Linked DNA regions of Rattus norvegicus: region 2 is linked to region 1. The links are chromatin contacts, called in public Hi-C maps. All regions are on one chromosome and are shown on one strand. Each heading gives the region's core, a stretch centred on a gene start, on an enhancer-like site or on the middle of the called end of the contact. The rest is flanking DNA. Distances are from core to core; before and after follow the strand shown.

Evidence for each region. Hi-C and Micro-C count contacts between places; a contact is called where the count stands out from the background.
Region 2: a Hi-C map of liver shows a contact between it and region 1, with 5 times the contacts expected there. The contact joins the enhancer-like site here to the promoter of Aldh1a3 in region 1. A contact is called at or near these places in 12 of 12 Hi-C or Micro-C datasets (the A7r5 cell line, the Rat2 cell line, Schwann cells and 7 more) and 1 of 1 datasets of contacts at active chromatin or transcription factors (oligodendrocytes).

Annotation. Positions count from the first base shown.
Region 1 is chr1:129,424,430-129,431,333 of GRCr8, forward strand. Aldh1a3 (aldehyde dehydrogenase 1 family, member A3) reads right to left here and starts at 3,214. Exons shown (of 13, transcript NM_153300.2): 1 at 3,051-3,214. The coding sequence starts at 3,149.
Region 2 is chr1:129,646,781-129,653,684 of GRCr8, forward strand. It overlaps Asb7 (ankyrin repeat and SOCS box-containing 7), which reads right to left. Exons shown (of 6, transcript NM_001108915.2): 5 at 1,067-1,672. Among named protein-coding and RNA genes, the nearest start is that of Asb7, 27 kb to the right of the region's middle. Within about 2 kb of position 2,446, at least 4 of the 93 cell types and tissues checked have an H3K27ac peak or open chromatin away from gene starts, as enhancers often do. A contact at or near this core is called in liver, where this site is marked.

The DNA.
Region 1 (6,904 bases), core at 1,964-4,463:
GTAGGTGTACATGCGTGTATGTTATGAGTGTGTAGGTGTGTGTGTATATGTGTGTGTATGTGTGTGTAGGTGTACATGTGTGTATGTTATGAGTGTGTAGGTGTGTGTGTGTATATATGTGTGTGTGTATGTGTGTGTAGGTGTACATGTGTGTATGTTATGAGTGTGTAGGTGTACATGCGTGTATGTTATGAGTGTGTAGGTGTGTGTGTATATGTGTGTGTGTATGTGTGTGTAGGTGTACATGTGTGTATGTTATGAGTGTGTTGGTCTGTGTGTGTGTGTGTGTGTGTGTGTGTGTGTGTGTGTGTGTGTGTGTGTGTTTCTTGGTTGCTCATGACATTGATCTTAGACCTTGCAAGCCAGCAACCTCAAGTAAAACCTCCAGACTGGCTGACCATATTTCCCCTCACAGTGTTTCTCACTGAGCAAAGCTGTTTTCCTTATTCTGCCAGTAAGTAGGATCTTGTAACTGGTTTCCCGCCGCCGGTTTTCTACCCACTAAAACAACGTATAAACAAAACTAAGGAAACAGCCATGGGCATGGCCCACCACGGATGTCAGCTGAATTGTTGAGAATCATAACATACTAGCTGACTGGTATAGAATGAAAACATCTCCACTGACTTGAGAACCAGTAGGACTGGGACATTATTGAGGTATAAGGTTAAAGATACCGTAAGAGGCGGACAGAATTCGTACTTTGTTACTGAAGGCCCCGGAAGGTGTTCTGGATGGAGGTAAAGGTGGTGGTCACACATGAGAACCCTGCTAGCATTATTTCCAGTAACTTCCACTGGACTCAGCTAAATTCAAAGTGGCTATGTTTTCGGGAGATTTGGGGGAATTTTATTTTTCATAAAAGAGATGGTAACATTTTGTATTTTGATGAATTAGAAACCTTGACAGAGGACCTCTGGAAGAGACTTTATAAAGAAAGCGGGTCCCTAAAGTAGAAGAGCCTGCCATCCTCTAAGATCAGCATGGGAAACCCCAGAAGACCCTCCCTCTCCTCACCAGAATCACCCACATGACCCTGTGCCCAGTGTGAAAGTTCGAGTACAACTGAAGGAGCTTTGATACAATCATCCTTCTGGAAGCTGGTAAGTCACCCTGCCATTGCCTGAGCTCAAAGCAGCCTTCCATGTTGGAGAAGCACGGCGAGTCAGGGAAACTGCACACTTCTGCTGGTTCACATGCTCACAGCCCACTGTTGGTGCTGGGTCTGGATCTGCTCTTCCACATCTTTGCCTTCCTTCCTTAGCTCAGGCCACCCTGATGGTACAAGGTTCACCTTGACTTTTTCATTGTTATTAGAGGTCTCTGCAGAGGTGCACGAGAAGCCAAGAGGGAGCAGGTTGGAACCAGTAAAGGGATGAAAGGTGTAGCAGGACATCAGGCAGCTGTATCTCCTGGAACGTCCCAAGGCTTGCAGCCCTCGGTTCCCTGCATCTCACTTTCTTTCCCCAGTCTCTGTCAGACACCCCTGGACCTTCAACCCTCAAAAGGCAGGGGGCTCTGTCAGAACCAATGACTCCTCTGACAACCTCCCAGAATCCTCTTCCATAAAGGCTGCATCTTTAAATTTTAAAGTGTTCCAGGGAATCGCCTAAGAGGCAAACTTTTCCTGCTCTGTGGCCGACAGTTGTGGGAGGATTCAGTAAGATACTAAGCGAAGAGGCAATCCTGTTCACTTTCTGTCTGCTGTGGTGTTTTTATAGAACTGTAAAAACAAAAGAGAGCAGCCACTACCAGAACAAGAGCGGATCATCACAGTGAGGTCTGAAAAATGAAGCCATTATTCGCTCGGTTCCCAGCCCCGATGCTGGAATTCTCCTTCTGAAGCTTACACGGTTAAGGAAACTATATTTAAAAAAAAAAAAAAAAAAAAAAACAACTTTCAGTCCTCCTGGGGCTGTGCCTCTCTTGATTACAGAGCCTTCCTTGGTAAAACAGTTCGTGTAAATGTCATGCAATTTATATGTCGGCATGGCCGACTTCGGGGACCAAGTCCCAACAGAACAGAATCTGAAGCCCACACATAGCGACCTGCCACTTTCACCTTTTGATTAAAATTACGCGAGAGGGATAATTGCTACTTTTGAAAATAAAATGGATGAAAGCGGTTTCTAAGCATTATGTCAGCCGGAGTTGAGATCCGTGGACAAAATGGGAAAAATAAGAGGGGTTGAAGTTTCCAGACCTGAGAGATCTGCGGTCCCTCAGACGCTGTACACACCTAGCAGGCAGAGCAGCGCATCCCTTTTAGAGTTGTTCTTCCTCCCTGAGCTTTCTCTGCTGCCAGACATCACCATTGTCCCTGCAGCTCAGGGACACCCTGCAGTTCAGATCTCACCACTCTGCCAGTGCCAGCCTCCCCGGAAAGAGCAAGAATTAGGCCTGGTCACTGCCTGTGGCCTTGTTCAACCAGCAGTGGTTTCCCTGGGCCCAGATCTAGAGTCCTTGATCAGTGACGTTCCATCTTTCCTCCCCAGCTCTTCTGGTAAGTTGGGTTCAGACAGAACACAGGGAAGGTACCGGACCCTTCTCTCATTGCCCAGGAAGACCTACTTACCAGCTACAGTTCCTGGTGTGGCTCAGACTCGAAACTCATTGTGGAGTCCTCAGGTATCTTTAGCTCCCCTCGACCCTGGCACCCCCAACCCAGATCCTAAAGCCCAGAAAGCCCTCTACCAAGAAGTCACCCTATGCTCATTCGCCAAAAGCACCAGCACTCAAAGTGGGCGGTGGCCGGGACACACCGGGGTCTCTGCAGGCTGCAACTCTGCACCTTGGGCTCTGCACTGCCTCATTCCTGCTCCTCAGGCTTTGAGGTTTAGCTCACCCAGCCAGAAGCTGGGGTTCCCACTCTGGGTGCCCCTCAAAAAAGTGCAGTTTCCAAGGAGCGGACTTGCACCAGAGACGCTCAGGTGTGGGCAGCTCCCTGCGGACTCCCAGCAGTGTTGGCTCCTGGTCCTCTGCTCTCCTCCCTACCAAGCTGCTCCGTGCAGGAATCTGAGGCCGTCGAGTCCAAGGGTAGCCCTGCTCACCTTAGTGAACTTGACCTCCAAGTTGCGGATGGGGCGCGGCAAGGCAGGCGGTTTCCCATCAGGCTGTCCGTTTTCCACAGCCCCGTTGGTGGTGGCCATGACTGGTTCGCACTCCCTGGTCCGTGTCCCCGACGCACCGGCTCGGCCTGGGCGGTGCGCAGCCTGCTCAGGGTGACAGCTCCGCGCCTTTATGCAGCGCCCCACGCCTCCCGCCCAAGGGGGCCGCCTAATTGGCTGCAGGACGGAGGAAGGGAGGGCGGGCGCGGGAGAGGAGGAGGGGACCGGGCCGCCGCAGCCACCCCTCCCGCTGTCCCTGCCCCAGTGGGAGCCGGACGGTCCCAGCCCGACCTAAGCGGCGGCCAGATAGCTCTGCGCATCGCCGGGTGGCCACACCGCGGGCTTCCACAGCCCTGAAGGCTGTCCTACAGCAAGCTTAGAGGGGGCAGGAATTCGCAAGGGTCGGACACCCGTCTGGGCAGGGAGCTGGCTCATAGCGATCACAGTAACAGGCCTCTCTCAGGGCAATCCCGAGACTTTGTCCGAGGCACCTGCGGTCCCAAGCCACCGCAGCCGCTCTCTGAAACTTCGGCGGGAGTGAGCGCTCGCTCTGGGACCCTGCGCTGCGCCTCCCCGGATCTAAGCGTTTTGTGGCCACCATGCGTGACTGTCTCGACTTGGGGTCTAGTTGCCAGAAGCCTAGGCTCCATCCTTCCCAAGCTAGGGCCGCCGGCGGAGGAGGTCCACTCGGAGCCCGGCCGGCTGGGAACTTCCTTCACACCCAGGACAGCAGGCAAAATCTAAGTGACAGCTCTTTTGCTCAGCACTTGGGAGTTTTGCCTGCTGGTCCTGTGACCTTCATAAGTACGCACAGCCCCAGGGAGTCAATTACTTTAATTTTTGAAACGCACAAATTAAACTTCCGTTTAAAAGACTGGAAAAAAAATCCCCCAAACAAAAGACATGAGATCTTTACAGCTAGTTGCTCTCAGACTAAAAGCTCATAATGTTTATGTTGTTCAGAACTGCCAAGAAGGGGTTGTGGGAAAGCATGTCCAACTCCTCTTATTTTGTCGCGTAGGAAATGCTCTATTCAACCCAGGACTTAGACTTAAGCCTCATGGGAAAAATGGGAAACCCTCTCACCCAGCTGTAAGGTCATTGCATCAGTAGGTGAGACTTGAACTCCCCACAGAGGAGGGGGTTTAGTCCTCAGAGAGGTTCGGCCATGTGCTTCTGTGTAAGGTGGCTCCCTCTGTCTGTTCTAAGGACTCAGTGTCCATTTCTGTTCACCATGTTCCTCTTCACTGCACCGTCACTAGGAATCCTTTTGGATAACCAATGAGCAGTAAACCTTCAGAAAGGCCCTATTTGAGCTCTGTCCTCTCAGACAGTGGGAAGGTTTCCTGCTGTTAGGGATTGAGCAGATGAGAATGGGGATGGGGGACTGTGGCCCCCAAATGAGCAAGGACCGACAGGCTTCTGAGAATCTGCCTTTGACACTAGGGTCACTGTTGCTCCATCTTTCCTGTTCTTTCTGGGCTCCCTGCCTGTGTAGCTGGTCCTATGACTCCCACCTTGGTCTACTGAAAACATCCAGGCTGTCTCACACTAGGGCCCCTGGATGCTGAGTCCTGCCATCTGAGTGTTTTTGAAATGCTGAAAGGACCCTTCTCTGTGCAGAGACCAAAGCCTGGCAGTTGTCACAAGCCTATGGGAACTCCTGTCCTCCGAGGATCCTGTCTGGGTTATCAGTTTGACAGGTCTTTAAGAAAATACAAACTCCAAAAATGTACAGAGGACACTGAACTTATCAAGTAATTGTTAGACTGATGGGGGAGGCAAATGGGTTTGGGGATTAGAACTCTGCCCCCTTTTGGTAAGAATCTGTTTCTTTTAAGGTGGACCAGAGTGGACAATGCAGGCTGCCTCATTGCAGAGCCTGGGATCCATTGGCAATGGCCGAAGACAGACTGGCTCACCTTCCTCCTCTTACTAACTCCACGTGACCCGGAGGTCAGAGCAAAATACTCAACCATAGATAGTTCCCTGCAGTAGGCAGTTCCCAAAGAGCAGGTCAGGGGGGATGGGCTTGGCTCTGGGCTTGTCCTGACTGGAAGTCTCTTCCTCCACACCCCTCAGCTCACCATCCAGCAGACAGGGAGAAGCTGAGATGCTCAAGTTCTCATTTTACAGGTGAGTAAACAGAGGCAGGTGGATACTTGTCCTAGACCTCACTGTCCTGGAGGAGCCAAAGGCGAACGGAGGGAACGGGTGGTGCAGGATGCAAGGAGAGGTTTCTCTTAATAGTCTTCTGTCACATTTCTTCACCTAGGGATGTACCTGTGTCCCAAGGTGGCCCCAGGGCACCTGATGTAATTGAGGTGCTAAGTATTTTATTAGGTAACAAAATAATGGGGTTGTCTCTTCTTTGGCTGTGTCTGCTAGGAACACTCATGGCCTTGGCCCCAAGGACATGGTCCTAGGGAGCAAAGGAGGGACTCAGTACTTTGCACAGTGGCTCACCAGGTGTTTGGGGGTTTCTGGAGCATTGTGGTTGGTGAGGGCTCAGCCTCCCGCCCCACATCCCTGCCTCAGACCCACATCCCTATCTCAGACCCACATCTCTGCCTCAGACCCAGCTGAGTGCTCCTAGGTTGACACTGGAACTCTGAACCTGTAACCCCCTTCCCACTCCCTAGTGCTTGGGGAGGCTCAAGAAAGATAACGCTGGATAAACTGTGGGGTGCTGTATACAAGCCTGGTCTCCACGTTTTCCTACCAGCAGATGTTTCTCCTTCACTTCTTCCTGGCTTATGTATCACTCCCAGCCTGCAATTTTCTGTTCATTTCACTGTTTTGGTATTCGGATCGGTAGGGTTGGCGTGCTGTCTGAAGCTTGGCTTCTTGGTGGGCGCATCTTGTGATATGGGGCCACATTGAAGGCTTGTTTGTGTGATAAGCATAAAAAAATTAAACATCGTTGGAGGTAGTGTGGAGAGATGGTTTGGTTCTCAGCTGGAGTAACTTCAGTTCCAGGGGATCTGACACCCTCATCTGGTCAACGTACTCACACACATAAACAAAACAAACAAACAAATAAGTATTTTTACAAAGCATTGGGGACTGGAGGGAAGACTGAGTCACCAAAGTGCCAATTGCACAAGCATGAGGACCTGAATTGGCTCCTCTCCACCTGCGTGAAAAACCTCTCTTCATGGCATTCCAGCACTAGATAGATGGGTGCAAACTGGTAGATTCCTGGAGCTCACTGGCTGGCCAGTCTAGCTGAAATGATGAGTCTGTCTTGAGGAAGGCATCTGAAGTCAACTTCTGGCCTCCGCACAAATACGCATCAAGGGAAAGCCGAGATAAAAGAGAGGTTGGATAATTTCCCTCACATTGAAACCTAATTCCGTTTCATACCGTACATGCTTGTGGGAGATGTTGAAATCTGTGATAAGCGTAATTAATAATAGGTCGGACAGAACCTACACTTCGTTTTACAAGTCTGGTGTCTGAACTTCTGTGAGGGGTGACTGGGCTTTCTGGGGACCTCTAGCATCGCAGATCTTACCATCCCATCTCCTTATCGGAATCACTCATCTCTTTCAGCTAGTCTGATCCAATCCAGGGACATGAGTATGCACTCTGAGAAGCTTCCCAGAAAGCCAAGCTTTTCTAATAAGGGAAGTTCTTTGACAAAGGGAAGGCCGTGCAATTATTAGGTGACTATCAATGGGGTAACAGGTGGCCCAGAGCTTGATTTACTGTGAATGCTTCCTTGCACTCACAGAAGCAGAGTCTGCATTGTATGGGAATTGTCCAATGTTGACCAAATTGATTTGAACAGGCAA
Region 2 (6,904 bases), core at 1,196-3,695, 220 kb after region 1:
TTTCAGAATTTGCTTTCCCCATCAGCTATAATGCAACCCCAAAAACCCAAGCACCCCAGACCCTCCCTCCCGGCTCTGTAATTATGTCCATGTGGGCACATAGACAAATTGTCCCACTCTCCCTTGCTCTAGCCTGGCCTAGGGGAGGGGCAGTTCCTCTCTTCAGGGCCTAGGGCTGTGTGTCCTCACTGCCATACTGCCCGGTCACTTCACACACCTCCATGTCTTCTGGGACATGCTTACTTGCTCCACTCCGTGGCTTTTTAAAAACTTAAAACTAAAACTGGCCTCTTATAAATGATAATTAGAGGCCAGCCTTCCTTCTGTAATCAAGATCATATGGGGAAAGGCATTGAGACTCTGACCAGCACAGCAGAGTTAATCAAAGGTGCTTACAGACGTCACCTCTGCCTCACACATTTACCTGTGATACATACACTGAGCTCGCAGGGAAGCCAGATAAGAGAAGGCAGCAAAGCCCACGCAAGCTAACACCTCCCTCAGAAAACGATGTGGCCACCAGCTGCTGCTGAGTTAGACGAGTTAGACACTTGAAGGTGTAAATGAAGGGTCTCTCAGAAGCTGGGCAGACGCTGATGTAAGCCGTGTGGCCTGGGGACCTGTGGCCTAGGTCCTAGTGTTTTCACACATCTTCCTTCGCCTCTCTTACTGGGGCCTCTAAACAATCCAGAGTGGCCCTGCTTTCATGTAGAACTTAGTAAGGAAGTGCAAAATTGTCCCCATAGCTAAGCAATCTGAGACCCCACCCTTCTAATTCTCCATCTGAGCCTGCTGTCTCAGCCAGGATATCACTCAGACCAGAGGGAACCACCTTATTCTAACATTCAGCTCCATTCACTCTGAAAACAGTGTCTGTCTTGACCCTGAACTTTACCGTCCACTTTTAGTAAACCAACAGGGTTTTGGATAGGTGAGTCTTACTTACCAAGCAGGACTGATAAGAATGGCTAGCTTCTAGTCATCTCATATTACAAAAGTATGTCAAGCAACTCAGAAGGCGCGGGTTAAGGGGAAAGATGCAATAATAGCAGTAGGTGTTACATACTTGTGACGTCTTGTAAGAAATCCAAACACGGCCGACTACTTCCTGAAATACTTATGGAAACGGCCAGTGGGGTCTGACCTTCATAGTTCCTTGTGTTCGTGTCCGCTCCATAGTTATACAGCATCCGTGCGCAGAGCACGTCATCACGGAGGGCAGACAAGTGTAAAGGAGTCTGTCCGTCTTCTAGGCGCCCCAAGTTTGTGTCTGCTCCTCTCTGAAGAAACATGCGGCAGTAAGAATGGTTGCTTTTGATCACAGCGTAGCGCAGCAGGAACCCATTCTGGATGTCGATGTTGGCACTGTGGTCCAGAAGGATTCTCACACAGCTCGACCTCTCTCGGATGATAGCAAGCTGAAGTGGCGTTGTTCCTTTATCACTGAGCGGGTCGACCTCGGCCTTGAACTCCAGGAGGAGCCGGACAAATGAGTCCCTACCGTAGTGGGCAGCCACATGGAGGGGAGTCCAGCCATCATTGCTTTTTGCATTAATAATGTCACTCCTGTATTCAGACTCCAGCATCAGGCGTGCGATCCGGGCCCGGCCGTGCATGGCTGCGTAGTGCAGAGCGGTGAAGCCTCCGATTAAATCCTTAACCGTGGGATCAGCTAGAGTTAAATCAAAATGAAAACATCAGTGGCTGTGGAGACAGAGCAACTCTATGAGGACAGAGTTCTCAGGCTGAGCCAGTTATCACAGACTGTGAAGGGTTAAGTGCAATGAGTGATGCTAAGGCCTCCCCAGGCTCCGGTGGAAAGCACACTCTAGTAGAAACTATCAGGCCTAAGTCAACGGGAGGAGGAGGGAGATGACCAACACTGTTTAAAGATAGACCCTGCAGCACCTCACCCTCCTGCTGGCCAGCCTGCGACTGTTCAGCCTCTGATTGGGGCCTGATTCACGGCCCCTTTGTCTCCAGCTATTTTCATGCCTTTCCCTTGTGCTACTTCTTGCCCTAAAGGGAGCGTGTGCAGCAACACTGCTGCTCTGAATTGCAGTACCCTGTGTTCAGCTGGACTTGTTCTAAAATTTCATAGGGGTTGGGGTGGGTGAAGGCAAAGAATGAAGGCGCCCTATGCTCCATGAAAGCAGCAGGTGAGACCCATGCTGAGTGGCACGGCATGATACAGCATGCTTGTGAGTACCACGGGACTGAGCTCAGTTACAGGTGGTCCTGCGGCGTAACAGCAAGAACTTTATTTGAAAAAAAATGGAAGAAACCTCAGTACAATATAAACATTGCTTTAAAAAGTAAGTTTTAAAGACTCCTAAATTAACAGATCCCTTGGAAGAAAACTTCATAGGAATCATCTGCTCAGTGACTCTTTGAGCTACAGACCTTTGCCACCTACTCTGGCTTTTCCACGGTGCCAAAGGTCAGCACTTTGTGGCTCACATCCCACTGATATCCCTGCGCTGTAGGTGGAGCAGAGACAAGAACTGCCTCCCCCACATAGTGGATCCGTGTTCTGGAAGCGCATAAAGCAGTTGAGGGAGAACACCCAGGTGGGCCCAGTGACAAGCATTAAAATGCTCCTTACGCAACTCAGCTCTTATTCACATATCCGTGGATGTTTCTCACAGGCACGAAACGACTCCAAAGCTATGTGGTTAAATATTTATGTACTATTTAATAAGATCGTATTATTTAGTTCCAGACTACAACAGCTGGATTCTCTTACAAGAGGCTGTGAGGCAGAAAATGATATGCTGAAATATTAATAACACCGCAGTGGATGAAAACTACAGTTAAAGAGTTGTTAGCAAACAGAACCTGTACAAGTAAACTATTACTTTAGCTCCTCGTAATATCTGACACAAAGTGACAGATAACAACCACCCAACAACAACAAAAAAGAAGGCCCCAGCAATGCATGGCTTTAACTAAAGGATATTCAGTACCTAGGGCTATGCAACAGGCAAGCTAGAACCCTGATGCAAAGCACTCTGCTGCCATCTACTGGAAGAGTGTGGTCATGCACTAGTCATCTTTCACTACAAGCCAGAGATCTCAGACCAAACTGATGGGTCTTTTAGATAGACCCTGCTGTTATCTAGATGAAGTGACTGCTGGAGAGATGGCTCAGTGGTCAAGAGCTGTTGCTGCTCTATCGGAGAACCTGGACCCAGTTCCCAGCACTCATATCAGACATCTCATAACCACTAGCTTCTTCAGCTTCAGGGGAAGCAACGCCCTCTTCTGGTCTCAGCAGGGATTGCATGCATATACATAAATCCATATCCCCCCCCCGGCCCCCCCACACACACCCCACAATGAAAAAACGCTGTCTTTAAGCTGTATCTGGCCACATATTTCCAGATAATCCCTCTTGATCCTTCAGCGATCTTGGGAACCCCTCCCTCCCACCTTTGAAGGTGCAATACCCTCACCCACACACTGCAGTCATTCTAGTGGACAAGTCAAGCTGCAGAGCTGTAACGAAGTGTTGCACATTTAATGTTCACTGCATGTGTAAGGCTCCGCTCACATTCTAGTGCTACACTGAAGTAAGAAGACACAGATTCTCACACAGAACAGTAGCCTGACTCATCTCTGCACAAATCACTCAAATGAACCAACCAACTGCATCCTGTGAACAAAGGACAGAAGCAAGAACTAGAGGGTAATAATGCATAAAAACTATAGCCGCTGTCCCCAGGAAAAGGTGACAACATGAAACAGGGCATGTGAGGGTGCAAAGAAAATGCACTTCAGATCAGTCAGTGCGATGCAGTGAGAGCTCACTTGCAGCACCAACAAAGTCTGCAGGACAGTGGTTTGTGAGAAATGCTTAACGCACGTACAAAAACCGCTTAACTGCATTTCCTGAAGTTTATTGCAATTTGTCTTTATCAGTGAGATTTCTGAGTGCTCTGCCTAAAATAATCAACCCCAACAAGCTTCTCCTCCTCCTTGCCAGATACTCCGCCCACCAAAGAGACCCATTTTAACAAATGGTAGGTAACATTGTAATGTAAACATGGAAACAGACTGTGTTTAAAAAACAGAGACACATCACTGAGCTGCCCGAGATGTTCTCTAAAAGCTTTAGCAACTGGAAGTGAGATTTGTGTATCAAGGGCACAGGTTGATGAGCTCCAAGAATTCACACGGCCACATTAACTAAAAGCACTCAACATTCACAACACTTTTGTCCTCTCAAATTTTCCCCATGCCTTTTACAACCAACTTCCTACCTAGATTCTGGGAACAAGGCAGATCTTTCCCCATGCCTTTTACAACCAACTTCCTACCTAGATTCTGGGAACAAGGCAGATCAAGGACAAAACTTTGGGTTTGTAGGCTTTCTCTAGAAAGGGGTCACCTGCGGAAGTGAGACTGGCTAATCCACTTAGCACATGCTTCTGAGCAGGACTGCCTTATTTGCGATGGGAGGCTCTGGGAGCAATGCTATCAGCCATGTCTCTTCTTCATAACAGAAGGGAATGGTGGACTCTGATGTCAAGAAGCCGCTGTGCAGCCTGCTGTCGGTGGCTACCCTGCCACTGTCCTTGCCAGCGAGGCTCCATGGCATCAGGACCACTTTTAAGTTTGCCCATTAAAAGGGTAAATGATGAGCTGTGTGCCGTCAATTCACATTTCAGGGATCTAGAGAGCTGGCCTACTTGTACGCTTTCCTGTGGATTATCTGTCAGTGTCTACTCATTTCCGCTGGGACGTCCTTCTATGGAGTTATAAAGGTTTGCATATTCTGCACATGGGCCAAGTAAAGGATGCTTATTCATGGATTTATCTTTGCAATGCTGGAGACTGAACACAGACAAGCACCCTACCACTGATCTACACTTGGCTCTCCTTGATTTCATCAAATTCACTTTCTTTTTTTAAGCATTTCCTAGATTTCTGCTTTGCTAAAGAAAACTTTGCCCAACACAACACTACAAGTTTTCATTTCTTCTAGATATTCTAGATATTCTGTACTTTATCTAGATATTCTGTACTTTAAACCCATAAACATAGGTCAATGATCTACTAGTAGTTAATACTTGTATATGGTATAAAGTAAGATCAAGGTTCATCATTTGCCATATGGCTATCTACCTGTTTGCTAAAATACTTTCTTTACAAATTAGGGAGCATGGGGACAATGGACAGGTAAACGTGCTTAACAAGAGAATACGATAACCTGAGTTCTAGTCCTAGATTTCAGTGAGAAAGAAGAAAATGGACACCTAAGGAACTAAGGTGTCTGCAGATCACTACGTGTACACACACACACACACACACACACACACACACACACACACACACACACACACACTATCCCCTCTGCTTAGACAAACACAAAGAAATATTTTTTCAATGATTTACCCTGCCTTTGCTGAAACTCATTTTATCATATTTCTGAATTATTCCATTTATCTAAAAATACTTCCTAGTTGGGTATGGTAGCACAAACTCAAAGATGGTGGCAGAAGGACGGTGAGTTTGAGGCCAGCCTGGGAACAGGTTCAAGGTCAGAATAAGCTAAGTATCAAAGCCCATGTCAATGGCACTCCAGGGATGAAGCTCAGTGGCATCAGGCTTACCCAGCATACACACGGCCCTTCGTCCAACCCCAGTATACAGAAAAAGATGCAATTGAACAAGAGTTTTGACCATGCCAATTCCAGACTGCTAACTATTGTAGCTTTGCAGCATGTCTGATATCGGGTAGTGTTAATTCCTCCAACTGTTCTAAAACTTATTTCAGCTAATACATTTTCAAGGTACATTTTTAGTTTCTTCATACAAGCCTGGCCTAATTTTTACTGTTCTAATTCCACCAACTTTACAGATGGCAAACTTCCCCAAATGATCTAAATAATACTAATTTTCCATGTAATGAACACAAAGACTTCTCTACTTTTTTACAACTTCTTTAATCCACCCCAGCAATGTTTCATATAGACAATATATTTAATTAAAATTACTATTAAAAACCTTAAATTGTTGCTATTATGGGCTGCTACTTCATCCTCCAGATGTTAACTGATGGCAGAACTTGAGTTTTGTAATACTGGTCTACAATCTAGTTCCATACATACTTTTAGTTTTCATACATTATGTGTGTGTGTGTGTGTGTGTGTGTGTGTGTGTGTGTGTGTGTGTATAGATAGATAGACAGATAGATGTGTATACATATATACATACAAATGTACACACATATACACATCAAGACAGTTTTACTTACACTTTTGATTTGCTATTACTAGTGTATGATACTGCGGAGACACATGCCAAGAACTGCTTATGAAGGTCAACTTCCAGGAGTCAGTTCTTTCCTTCCAGGGATCAAATTCAGAGCATCAGGTTTGTACAGCAAGTGCTTTTGAGCCATCTCGCTGGCCAGTAATGCTTTCACTTGTTCCTCTGTAATTGGTGTATTGGTCTTTTACTAAGAACATGTTGCATACAAATAATGAAAGCACACAAACTGTTCAACACTAAGTGTGAAGCCAGCTGCAGCTTCTCCTGGGTCCCTTCTGAGCTGCAGTCTTGCTTGCATCTTGAACAGGTAGTGTTGTCACAGGCTGTTAAGTGACCCTTTGGCACTTATCTTTGATTTAGCAAATGGCTCAAGGGTTGTGGATATTAAACAAACCTTGAATTTCTGATAAATGCTACCTAGCCATGTTGTAATACCCTTTGGAATGTTACTGGCCTTGCTACCAGATAGATGCTACCTAGCCACGCTGTAAGGCCCCTTAGCTAGTGTCTACTGGGAACCTGTGTTTGCTGCCCTAAGGCTGCTGCTCTGCGGCTTGTTTTCTGCCTGTAGCTTTGGTTTTACAGCAGGACATCACACTGCACAGTGAATTAGGTAGCGCCCCTTCCT